Regions from separate parts of the Sus scrofa genome. Here region 2 is linked to region 1. The links are chromatin contacts, called in public promoter capture Hi-C maps. All regions are on one chromosome and are shown on one strand. The core of a region is the stretch at or near the end of the contact, and the rest is flanking DNA. Distances in the headings are between cores, read along the strand shown.

Region 1 (5,858 bases), core at 788-3,287:
TCCCCAGGCTTCCTACCCCAACACTCTCTCCCCTGGGAGGCTGGCAGTGCTTTTGCCCTGTGGAGCCTGCCCTCACAGGTGCCGGGCTGTGGTCTCGGTTCAAGTCTCCCACCAGATGGGCTGGATTGGGTCAGAGACTCAGGAATGGAAAGAATGGGGGGTGGGGGGTGCTCAGAGCCCGAGGGAAGGGAGAGCGAGCAGCTGGAGCACACCCTGAGAGAGACACACCCAGGACACAGGCTGGATCCTGGGGCTGGGAAATGAATGGAAAAGAAGGACTACAAGACGGAAGGGTGTGTGTACAGAGAGGAAGGGTGGTGGCACGAATTAAGAAAGAACAGACAGAAGACCGGGGTATAAAAAAAAGACAGAAAGACAGGAGTCCACAGAGAACGGACCAGTGGGCTTCTAGAAGTCTGGCTCGGCTGCTCCCTACCTGTTTGTGGTGCCTTTCAGGGGACCCCTTGGCAAGGCAGCTGCGGCTGAGGCGGAGGTAGCCCCCCAGAACCAAGATCTCCTCGGCAGTCGGGTACCGCTTCTTTCCAGCTCCGGGGACTGCAGCGTCAGCTGTGGCTGGGGTGGCTGGAGTGGCAGCAGCTGCAGGGGGCGCGGACCGTCGGGGGTTGACTGTGAAGGTGTGTCCGCTGCGGCGGGGGGCCCCCACCCCTGGCCCCGCCTTCACCCCATAGAACAGCCGGCTCATGAGGGGATCCCCAGGGGGCTGGGGGGCAGGTGGGGCTGGGGGTGGGGGAGACAGAGGGGCTGCTGGTGGGGGCCGAAGTTCCCCTGCTTCCTCTTCCTGCTGTCTAGAGCCTCCAGTCCCAGCGTCCTCTGGTGGGAGGGGGGAGGGCACTGAGCAGCGGTTCTGCAGGGCGCTCAGAGGCCTGCCCTGAGCCCCTGCCTCCTCCTTCTCCGCCTCCCCTTCTCCAGCTTCCGCACCAAGAGGCCCCAAGTGCTTCTCTGCAGACTCCGGTTTCTGACTCTGAGTCTCTGTGTCCCTAGGTGTCCGATCTCGAACCTTCCCAGAGTTCAGGGTCCATTTCCACCCTTCTGACAGCCGCAAGTCCCTCTCGCCATCCTCCACAGGGATGGGCCTCTGGTCTGCTGCCTCCACTCCTCCAGAGCTGCTGCCTGCAGCCTCCATTGTCAGGGTCTCTGGCGACCCTGTAATGTCTTCTGGGACCATCCCTGGAAGTGTCCTCTCTTCTTTCCTCCCACATTCCTCCAAGCAGTCTTTTCTTTCTTCTCCTGAGCTCAGCCTCCACTCTGATGCCTCCAGCACCAGACTCTGTTCCTGAGACTCTCCGGAGTCAGGCCTCCGTTTATGGGCGTCTGTCAGGCCCAGCTTCTCGTGGTCAGAGACCGCCGGGCTCAGTCTACTTTCCACCACCTCTTTTCTCCTGGGGCTTTGTTCTTGAGGCTCTGCAGGTCTTAGACTCCTCTCCGGAGTTTCTCCAGGGCTCAGCCTCCATTTCCGCACCTCTGACAGCCTGGAGCTCCGGTCTCCAGCCTCTCCTGGGCTCTGCCTCCAGTCCCTAGACTCCAAAGGCCTGGGGCTTGACTCTCGAGCTCCCCCTATCCCCAGCCTCCTCTCTCTGGCCTCCCTGGGACTGAGCCGCTCTTCTCTAGACTCTCTTTCCTTGGGGCTCTGATCCCTCATCTCCCCAGGGCTGGATCTCCACTCCCGGGCCTCCAAGAGCCCAGGCCGTCTTTCCGCAAGTAGCTCCTCACTCCGCTGCTGCTGCTGCTGCTGGCGCTCTTGCCGAATAAAGCGGTTCTGGTGCACTGGCCCAATGGCCTCCAGGAGGACGGCAGACTTGTCTGGGTCTGGAGGTCCAGCCTCCGTAGTCCCAGGCGCAGGGCTAGGCTCCCCAGGAGACAGACCAAGCTTGGCTCGGCGGCGCTCCAGAAGCCCCCGCTTCCAGGCTGGCATCTGGGACAGCCGTTCCCGTTCTGCCTTCTCCCGGCCACGAACGGCTGCCTCCTCCTGCCGGCGCCGGGCTAGCAGCTGTAGCTTCCAGTCCGGGATGGTGGCCATGGTCGACTTGGGGAGGGTGGGGGAGCGCTGGGGGCAGAGAACAGGAAGGAGAGGCTCCAGAAAGGCCCAGGGGGTGAGAATAGGGGTGGGCGGAGAGGAAGTGGGGGGAGAGGTGGGACTCGGAAGAGGACAGAGGAGCTGAGAGTGAGGAAGGACAGAGGGAAAGAGGGAGAAGAGGGAGGGCAGAAAAGGGGGAACACTGAGAACGCGAAGAAGGAACTAAGAGCCAGGTAGAGGGGGTGGGGGGAGGGAGTTGAGAGGAAGAGTGGAGATTCAGGGCAGAGGTAGGAGTCAGATTTGTCAGCACAGGTTAATGGGCATCAGACAGTCCCGAGGATGTGAGAAGACTGAAAAACGAAAGAAGTTGGCGCGAGGGAGGAAGAGAAAAGAGAGGCTGGGGGTGACGGGAACAGGATCCAGGCAAGGTTGCCTCACCGCTACCCAGGAGCGCTGAGAGCTGGAGGAGAGGTCAGGGAATCCCGCCGGAGAGGGGGCAGTGGGATCTGCACGGGTGTCGGGAAGGTGGGAGGGCGGAGAGTGGACGAGTCCTGGGGAGAAGGGGAAATCGGGGCAGAGGGGTGAGGGAGCTCCGCGGCTGCAGCCCGGCGAGTCTCAGCACGGGCCCCGGAGGTCCGGGCTCCCCTTCCAGCTCCGCTCGGGCCACGCCTCTCCGGCCCCCCAGCCCCCACCCCCCGCCCCGCACTCCGCCCCGAGGCGGGTCAGGGGAAATACCCTCCCCCGGGGACTTTCGGAACCCGGGCGTCAGACCTGCCAGCACATTCCCAGAACCCTGGCGTCCACCCCCACCCGGTCCCCGTACCACCGCCTGCCTCCTGCACCGGCGGTGCCCCGGGACCCAGGCATGCGAAGGACCAGCTCCACGCCTCCGGAGCCTGCCAGTCCCGTGCCCGGTATCGGCTCTCACGGAACCCCGACATAGCCGGCCATCCCCAGCCGGCTCTGGCCGCACAGACAGGCAATCTCGGCACAAAGAGGAGACAGCCCAAGGTCCGGGCCGGGGACGGGAGAAGGGACGGGAGAGAGGAGACACCCTCCCCAAGTCTGAAGCCCCTCCGTCAACTCACTCGCCGCGGGGCTCCCGGGGGCGGGGGTGCGGAGGAGCCTGGTGTCCGGAGAGAGGAGGAGAGAGGAAGAGGAGGAGAGAGGGATCGAGGGAGATCCGGAGACAGGCGGGAGGGGAGGAGGGAGGGGGAGGAGGAGGGAAAGAGGGAGCGGAGGAGGAGGAACGGAGACAGAGACCTGGGGGCCGGGCGGGGGGCGGCGACCGCTTTGTCTGAGGACAATGGGGAAGAGCGAAGGGGGCGCGGGGCGGAGCCGGACTAGGGGGCGGAGCCTCGCCCTCTTCGACCCCGCGTGGGATTGGGCTCCCGGACACCTCTTTTCCCGCCGCAAGCCCTGGCCTTTACGCTGTCTGTCCCCAGGGCCTCTCACCCGGCTCCCGCCCGGTAACCCGGGATAACCCAGGTGTCCAGACCCCCCGCCCCCAGCTCGCCGACCCAGGGCGGCGGCCCGTGACTCAGGCCCCTCGAGGGACTTGGGGAGGAAGCAGCAGCTGCTCTGAGCGGGGCCCGCCCTTCCCATCTCCTGCCGCTCCTCCCCACGCTTTTGCTTTCCCCGGCCAGCCTTTGTTAGTGTGGGGGCCGGGGCGGCCGCAGGGCTACGGGGGGCCCGTGGTGGTGGCGGTGGTGGGGCATCGGCAGGAGCTGTGCTCGGAAGCCAAAGGTTTCGGAAGCTCGCTTTCTTACCCGAGCCGCTGTCCCCACTCTTCAGCTTCAACCTGTCTCCTGCCGGGGCCCCCAAATCTGCAGCGAGGAAATTGGGGGATTTGAAGGAGGGGTGGGTCCTTTGGGAGTGGCCGCCGCCCAGCGGTCGCCAGAGGGCGCGGCGGATGCCTTGACTCGGGCTTGGCTCGCCTGTCCTTCCCAGAATCAGCCCTGCAGCTTGAGAGGCACTGGACAGACTGCATGCTACATGTAGAAAAACCAGGCTGGATTTTATTTTCTTGTAGCGCGAGTTCCTCGGGAGAGCAGGGAGCACTTAGTCACCTGAATTAAGAGCGGGAGAATCTGCCCAACTAAGTTCGAGGATAGAGCCCAAGGGCAAGGGCCTATGGAGCTGGAGAGGCCAGGCGGTGGGGCTGGCCTGCAGCTGCAAGGCCTGGAGCCTGGGGTGGGGGGGTGGGGGGCAGCCTCTATTGTCAAACTTGCAGACCTTGGTCCAGCTTCTAGGAGGTGGAGCAAGATGTGGGAAGAGAATCCCTGAGGCGCAGAGGCGAGTAACAGGGCCAGGGGATTGGTCAGGCCAGGCCCTTCTCCTTGTAAGGAGGTTGTAAACGGAGGGTCAAGCCCTAAACTATGAGGAGAAAGATAAAGTTTCCCACTCCCTCTTCCTGGCTGGTGAGAAGTGGACCTTGGCGTCCAGTAGCTGAAACTCAATTTAGGGTCTAGAGCTGGACCCAAGAAGGAGAGGCTTAAGCAGGGGAAGGGACAGGTCCTTCAGTCCTTGGATTTGGGTCTCTGGTCTGAAGCAGACAGGTCCTGGATGAGAAGGGGTTTGGAATTGGAGGGAGAGGAAGTGTAGGGCTTGGAACCAGGGTTAGCTTCTCACTCAGCCTCCCCATCCTGGGGCCGGGAGAGCAGGTGGAGTTTTCTTTGCAGCTGGGCCCGGAGGTAGCGGAGGTCTTGCTGGTCAAGTCCGTGAGCCAGGCCCAGGTAGAGGGTAAGGAGGAGAGCAAGAAGGAGGCGGTCAGTGCCCAGAGTGGGCACCACCCAGAGCACTGTCAGCAGCTCCACGCACACGGGGTGGCGCAGGTGAGAGAAGAGTCTCAGAGCTCGGGGAGACTTCAGGGCCAGGGGCTCACCCAGCCCCAGCACGTGGTAGTACACCTGGGAGAGGGAGAACGGCTTAGAAGTGGACTCAAGCCCTTGTCACAACTTGGCTGCCTCTTTCCTCCCCTTCCAGGCACCCTCCTTCTATAACTCAGGTTCAATCCAAGAACCACCCCTCTGAGACTTGGGCCCCTGAATTTTCCCCAGGTCCAGAAGAGCCATGGTTTCTGGCCTTTGGGGGGAGACTATCTTACAAGAAAGGGAGGCGAGGGAGTCAAAAGCAAGAGGAAGGAGGAGGAGGGACATCCTTGGAAGGGAAAGAGGTGTTCTGGAAAGAATCAGAGGTCTCAGGGAGGGATCTGGGAGCCTCACCTGTTTGAGGCCCATGAGTTCTGCGTAGTCAAAGACGAGAAGGATGCTGAAGATGAGGAGCCAGGAAATGACGTGGAGCACAAAGCAGAGGAGGGGCACCCAGGTGGCCCATGGCTCGGCCTGAGCCTCCCACAATACCGGGCCCCTGGGTACAGGCTCCCAGTACCGCATCACCAGCTGAAGAAGGATGAGGGGGTGGGTATCCGAGCAGCCCACTCCTGAAAGACCTAGACCCAGAGGCTGCCCCCACCCCAGGCTGACCTCCTGCTTTCCCACCTCCACTGTGAAAATTTTCGCCAAGGGGAGGGGGCTGGGTGGGATCCCAAGGATGTAAGGATGACTCCTCTCTACTCTGAGGAGTTACAGAATGGATGTGAGTAACCAGATAGGGTCACAAAGTAGCCTATGCCAAGCACCCACTGGGAAGACAGATGAGTAGCAACTGGGAAGCCTTCTTTGAAACCTAGGGAGGTGGTTGTGAAGAAAGGATGGGACTGAAGAGGAGCGAACAAGGGTATCTCAAGCAGGACAACAGGAACAAAGTTGCAAGGGTGAGAATGCACATATCGTGCTCGGGGAATGACAAGCAGTACATCCTT
Region 2 (6,135 bases), core at 964-3,463, 44 kb after region 1:
ACAGGGCACAACCAGCCCCAAGCCTGTCATCAGCCCTACCAATGATACTCTTTCTAGGCTTTTTCACTGCTTTTCAGTTGAAATGTTTAGGTCTTTTAAATCTTCCTCATATGGAGGAGCTGGGTCAGAAGTGGAGGGCCAGAATAAGGGAACTGGAGTTAGAATATGAGAAAGAGTGGCGGCCTGAGAAGAACGGGTTGGGGGTGAAGTCCAGCCGGCCATTGGGCCAGCATGGTGGCTCTGACCTGAAGCTGATAGGCCAGGTCAGCCTGCGCTCGCCGGGTGTTGACCTCGATGTCATAGGCAGCCTTCTTCAGCTCGTAGTCCCTCTGCGCCTTGGCCATCTCGATCTCACTCAGGTATTGAGCAGACACCTTTTCCTGCTTGGCTTTGGCCTCCTGTCCATGCAGAGATCAGGAAGGGAGTCAGAGTAGGAAGAGGAAGGCCCCGGGGAGAGAGTCTGCTCTCCAACAAGCTCCCCATCTTTGCCCCACACCTGGCCTCATCTATATCCTCGCTGCCCCCACTCTTCTAGCCTCCATGCTGCCCCCTCTCCCACCAGATACTCAATAAGCCCGTAGTGACCAAGTGACCCCGTCTCTCTCACCCGGATCCCAGCATCTCTCTTGGCCTCTGCTTCCCCAATCCGAGCATCTTTTTGGACTTGAGCTGTTCGGGCCTTCCCCAAGGAGTGCAAATAGTCCTGTGGGAGCAATGGAGAAATCAGAGTCCTTGGGAGGGTTTAGGAGATGGGGGCAGGGCTGTGGAGAGGAGCCACTGCCTGGGTTTACCTGATCATCGTGAATGTCCTTCAGGGTGTAGCTGACCACGCTGATGCCCATGTTGACCAGGTCTGAGGAGGCCACTTTGAAAACTTGCTCAGAGAATTTCTGCCTGTCCTTATAGATTTCCTAGGATAACAGGAAGAGAGGTGGATGTTCTGTTGTGGCTCAGGGGTAATGAGACCGACTAGTATCCATGAAAATTAGGCCTTGATCCCTGGCCTCACTCAGTGGGTTAAGCACCCAGCATTGCTGTGGCTGTGGTGTAGGCCGGCAGTGGTAGCTCTGATTCCACCCCTAGCCCGGGAACTTCCTTACGAAGCCCTAAAAAGCAAAAACAAACAAAAAAGACACGAGAGAGGGAAGGAGGAACGTAAGTGCTCGGATCCCCTGGCCACTGTCTCCTACAGGTTAGCTCAGTCCTTAACCCCCCACTCCCACCCCAGCATCCTTTACAGATCTTTCCGGGCCCTCAGGCCCACCTCCACAGTCATGTGGGCCATGATAGCCCTCTGGTGGCCCTCCAGCGTCTCCAGTGCGATGTGGGCAATCTCAGCCTCCGTCTTCCCCAGGAACATCTGGCAGGCAGCCGCCAACATCTCCTTGTTCTGGCCCTGGATTTTCACCTGTAGCCAAAATACGGTTAGGGATAACCTAAAGGTCTCATGAAGCCAGGGGGAAGCTGGGAGAAAAGTGGGGAGAAGTCAGGTGCCTTGGGAGTCACTGGAGAAGTGGAGACATTTCTCATCTGCAGAGGTTGGGAAAGCCACGGTCAGAAGAATCTTAACGTCTGGGGATAGAGAAAGTGACAGGGGAGTAGGCTTTGAGGGAAAGGCTCTGAAAGCCTCACCTGGGCAATGCCAGTGACTGAGATGGGGACCCCATGGCGAGTGTAAACCTTTTCACTCTTGACATTGAGAGTCAATGTGTTGAGAGAGATCCTAGGGAAAAAGAAGGAGTGAACAGTGTGAAAAGGAGGAAAGAGAGAAGACAAGGGTTCCCTTTCCTTAGTTCTCCTCTCACCTACCTCTGGATTTGCTGGATGCAGGGCAGGACAAAGACACGACCTCCAGCCACCATGACTGGGGGGCTCCGGCAGAAACCTGGAAGGTCGAGAGGCAGTGGGCTGTGGTGGCTGGTGGCCAAAGTAGAGCTGGAACGTGGAAGAGAGAACTGGGCAAGGGCGGGGGGGCATCCCCACGAGGAAATCCGGGAGCGGGCGGGGCAGGGGGCGGGGAGCCTGGGCCTTGGAAGGGTATCGCTTGCAGCCGTGAGGGGTGGTGTGGGCGGAAGGCTTGGCGCTGGGGAGCTGGTAGGGAGAGGAGGAAGGGGCCTCTGCAGGGACGGAGGGGGGTGCGGGTCACTAGATGAGATGAGAACAATACTTACCAGAGACCACCATGGCCTCGTTTGGGCCACAGGTGAAAAACATGGCTCAAGGTGGAGCTGGAGGAGGGGGATAGAAAGCCTTTGCAGATCGGAAGGGGCGCCGTGGAGTACACAGGAGTAAACCTCTTCCTTTTCCCTGGCAGTCCCGCCCAGTCTGTGGCCGCAGCGGCCCAGTCGCTTCCTCACCCATGGATCCGCTAAGGCTTTTTCCCTGTGCAATTTCGCAGATCCCCAGCGACTGCCTGCTCCCTGCCCCTTGCTGTCCCTGCCCCACCTTCAGAAATGACTGTTTCTCCCTTCTCCCAGCCCCTAAAGGCCCCCAGACCCTTGCACCACCCTCCCCGCTCCTCCGCAGCCCGACTCCATCTCCCCTCCCCCAACTACCTTCCTGGACGCAGGCGGCGGCCGGGCAGGGGTCCCTGGCAGGGCGGGGGCGCGCAAGGGACCCGTGCGCGAAGCAGGGGAAGCTCGCGCAAGGCCTTTCAAGAAGCGGGATCTGGCTTGGCGCCCGCGCCCCCTACCCGGCCACACCCTGTTGCTGCGGCAGACACGACCCCGCCCCCCGCAGCACCCCACCCGCCCCCGGCGCTCGGCCCGCCCCTTTCCCGGCAGGCCCTGCTCCGGCCCGCAGCTCGCAAGTTCCCCGCCCACCCCTGCGGCCGAGCGAGCCACGAGTGGGACTGGGAGCCCCGCCTCACGCCCCTCCCCACGCTCCGCCCCAGCGCGCGGGACGTGACCTTCGTGTGTCCCGCACCCCGGGGTGAGAGATTGACTCATCTCGGATTTGCCCCGCAGAAACTAACTGGGAATACCGCAGACTGGGCAACGAACGACAGCATCCGGTCACCGGATGCTGGGTTCCGAGCCTCGAGTCTCGGGGCGGGAGCCCAGGGCCCCCGGGAGGAGAGCCCTCTGGGGATGTGGTCGTGGCTCCTCCCGCCCGGCCCTGGAGCCTGAAGTCTATGAGGAGTGGGCATCACCGCTTGCAGAGACACTCACATGACTGTTGACAGTAAATCAAGTTTATTTGTGTTCACAGAACATACTGGGCGACCCCACAGCCGCCCTCTGACAGCCCACTCACCCCCGCAGCCACCCCTTGGGGGCAACTTCAAGGAGATCGAAGGCCAAGGACAATATTTCCACGGTCCCCCGAAGCCTCACATAGTAGAGCCGAGAGTTCAGATGCTGGAGGACCTAAAGTGTCACCCGCTAAACCTAGGACCCACCACCGTCTTCGATTCCCAGCCCGGACCCGAGTTTTCTCCATCCCTCTCCCACCCTCCCTCAGTTCTGGTGCTTGCCTCCACCAATCCCACAGAACTCAATAAATACCCAGAGATCTGCACTTGCAGCAGGGAGCACATCTCGCTCCGCAGCATAAGTTAAAATAAATATTAGGTGCCCCCCTCCATCACCTAGGGGGACATACATAAATACATATAAATATTATTAGGAGCAATGAGAAATAAATTAACAACAGTCTTCCTCCCCATCCGGCCCAGCCCCAGCGTGTCGGTGCCTGTCTCTCCCAGGCTCCCAGGGCGGGCGTCTCCGCTGTAGTGTTCTGAGTGTGAGTTGCCTCAGGAGTCCCAGTTTGGGATACGCTCTTGCGCACCAGGTACACCCGGTGTTTCCTTGTGTTTTCAGATTCTTTTGGGGGTGTGGGCAGTCAGGGTTAGAAAGCGGCTGGGTGTTGCTGGAGAAAAGTGCTGAGGTCCAAAGCGTAGTCCGAGGGCTCCGAGGTCAGATTAAGGGCTCAAGAACTGGGGGCGCAGCGGTGGGCGCGGGGGATGGGGCGCTGGGGGTGTCTTCAGGGGCCAGGGGTGCCGACACACCCTCTTCAGCCATCAGGATCTGACAGAAGACGATGGTAAGCAGGAGAAAGAGTAGCTTTTTGGCAGGGTTCGGATCCTCGACTGGCAGCTGGCGCCGGACCTGAGGGGAGATGACAAAAGGGGGTTAGGTCAGGGCCCCGGCATCCAGTGGTTTACCCTGCTCTTCCCCCGGGCTGTCCGCTTCGCCGACACTCACCACTCGTGGGTAGAGGACCCGACGGCTGCGCTTTCGGAGCCCGCGGGAGGCGCTGGGGCGCGCGGCGGGGGCCACCGCGGGCTCCGGGAGAGGATCGAAGGTGAATATCTCGGGACCAGAGCCTCGCCGGGGCACCGGGCTGGTGGAGGGGGCCGGGGTCGGGGCCCGCAGGATGGTCATGGTAGGGAGAGAGCTGCGAGAGTGACACATTGTGCGCCGAGCTGAACAGAAGGACGACTGGCCCCACAGCCCCGCCGCGCCAGTTATGTACTCGAGCATGGGCGGGCCCTTACTCAACTCCACCCGCGGCTGAGAGCGGTTGGCCGGGCGGCTGGAAATTCCGACGGTTAAGCAAAGGGAGGGGGTGGAGAGTTGGCCAGGGTCAAGGAAGGCCTCAAGTGTGTGTTGTGAGTTGTGAGTGGAGGCGGGTGAAATCCCGGGCTGTGGACACATGTGGGGACATGTAGCAGCTGGAGAGGTGCCCACAGACTGTTTGAGATGGTTCAGCCACAAGCCCCATCTCTGGGGAGGCAGGAAGGCTTAAATAAGGAAGTCTGGCCATTCTGCTACAATATTGACCCAACAAAAGAACCACAGTTACACATGCACATTCACACGTCTGTGGGGATTAAGAGGCAAGTCACTACAGAAATAGCCAAAAAGCCTAAGGGAAACCAATACACTGGCACACACACACCACACTGCAGAGGCAGAAAAATTTCTCCTTTGGCTGGTCTAATAATTAAATTGACATAGGATAGATTAACAAGAGAAAACAAATTTAATTGCATGCTTACAGGAGCCCATGAAGACTTGAGATTCAAAGGCAGTCATTCAGTTGAGGTTTATAAACCATCCAGAGCTAAGGAATGAGATAGGGACCTGGGGCTTGAAGGGGAGGTAGGTAATTCACAGGAGGATGTTTGCTAATTAGATGTTTGCCCTGCCAAGCAGGTAAATCTTGCAGATGAAAGCTATCTCTCCCTGGGTCAGGCCCCCTACTTAAGTTATTTAGGCAGTTAAGGGAGAGGTAAAAAGCTTTTCCAGAGTCTGTTGATCTTGATTGCCTTCTGCTCAAAATAATCCGCATGCTCCAAAGAGGCACATTTTGGGGTGACATATTCTGCTACCCTTCAATATACACACAACACACACACGCATACACAGAACAAAGGTGCAGACACCACACAGGGGCAACCCAGCAATGTGCACAAATGTTCATACATGGCTGGAGCAGAGGACACAAAATACAAAGGCAAGAAGTTAGTAGCCACCCGGATTTAAGTTTATGTGAGGAACATTTAAACTGCGAGACATTTTGCAAATGTGGTAATGACAATAACTCGAGAACTGACACATTTTCTTTAACTGCCTTAGAAATAGCTGTTCACGGACACAGAATATAACATCTTTTGAGCATTCATGGAGCCAGGCTTCCTGTTAAATGGTACTGTTGAGTACCAAGGGGAGTTTCCTCATGTGTGCTGGGGAGCCGGGCATGCCAGATGCCAGGAGAACTACTGTTCATGTCTGTCTAATCAATCAGGCGAGGCTTCAGGGAATAATGGCATTTGAAAGGACCTTGAACAGTGGGGGGGATACCACAGAGTCAGATGTGGAAGATGACTGAGAAAGAGAATGGAATCAGCAAAGGCCTTGAGCGGAAAAGTACAGGATGTGTTTGGGGAATCATAAGAAAAACAATCTCATGGTGAGTTTCCAGTAAAGGAATAGTGGTAAAACTGAGCAGGACCCTGTGGGGCTCTCCTGGGTACAAAAGCCTTCCCATGTCCCCTGTTTCCTGTTTGTAGGGAAAAGGCTTCAGCCTCCTAGACCTTCCCTGGGTTCCAAAGGGCAGATTCAGAGAATTACTAATTAGGGAAGGCAGGGAATGCAGAAGCAGAGGAGGAGCAGTCAAGAAACAACAGTG

The links. Promoter capture Hi-C pulls out the DNA fragments that hold promoters and counts their contacts.
Region 2: a promoter capture Hi-C map of liver shows a contact between it and region 1, with 3 times the contacts expected there. The contact joins the promoter of FLOT1 here to the promoter of PPP1R18 in region 1. A contact is called at or near these places in 2 of 5 promoter capture datasets (fetal liver and liver), 26 of 47 Hi-C or Micro-C datasets (adipose tissue, blood, brain and 15 more) and 2 of 2 datasets of contacts at active chromatin or transcription factors (alveolar macrophages and skeletal muscle).

Annotation. Positions count from the first base shown.
Region 1 is chr7:23,218,278-23,224,135 of Sscrofa11.1, forward strand. It overlaps PPP1R18 (protein phosphatase 1 regulatory subunit 18), which reads right to left and starts at 2,038. Exons shown (of 3, transcript NM_001128480.1): 1 at 437-2,038. The coding sequence starts at 2,038. NRM (nurim (nuclear envelope membrane protein)) reads right to left here. Exons shown (of 4, transcript NM_001123151.1): 3 at 5,260-5,436; 4 at 4,663-4,944. The coding sequence ends at 4,663.
Region 2 is chr7:23,262,385-23,268,519 of Sscrofa11.1, forward strand. It overlaps FLOT1 (flotillin 1), which reads right to left and starts at 2,214. Exons shown (of 12, transcript NM_001128483.1): 1 at 2,172-2,214; 2 at 1,810-1,885; 3 at 1,633-1,723; 4 at 1,265-1,408; 5 at 792-911; 6 at 608-703; 7 at 246-398. The coding sequence starts at 2,214. IER3 (radiation-inducible immediate-early gene IEX-1) reads right to left here and starts at 4,521. Exons shown (of 2, transcript XM_001927551.4): 1 at 4,206-4,521; 2 at 3,176-4,109. The coding sequence starts at 4,484. The coding sequence ends at 3,918.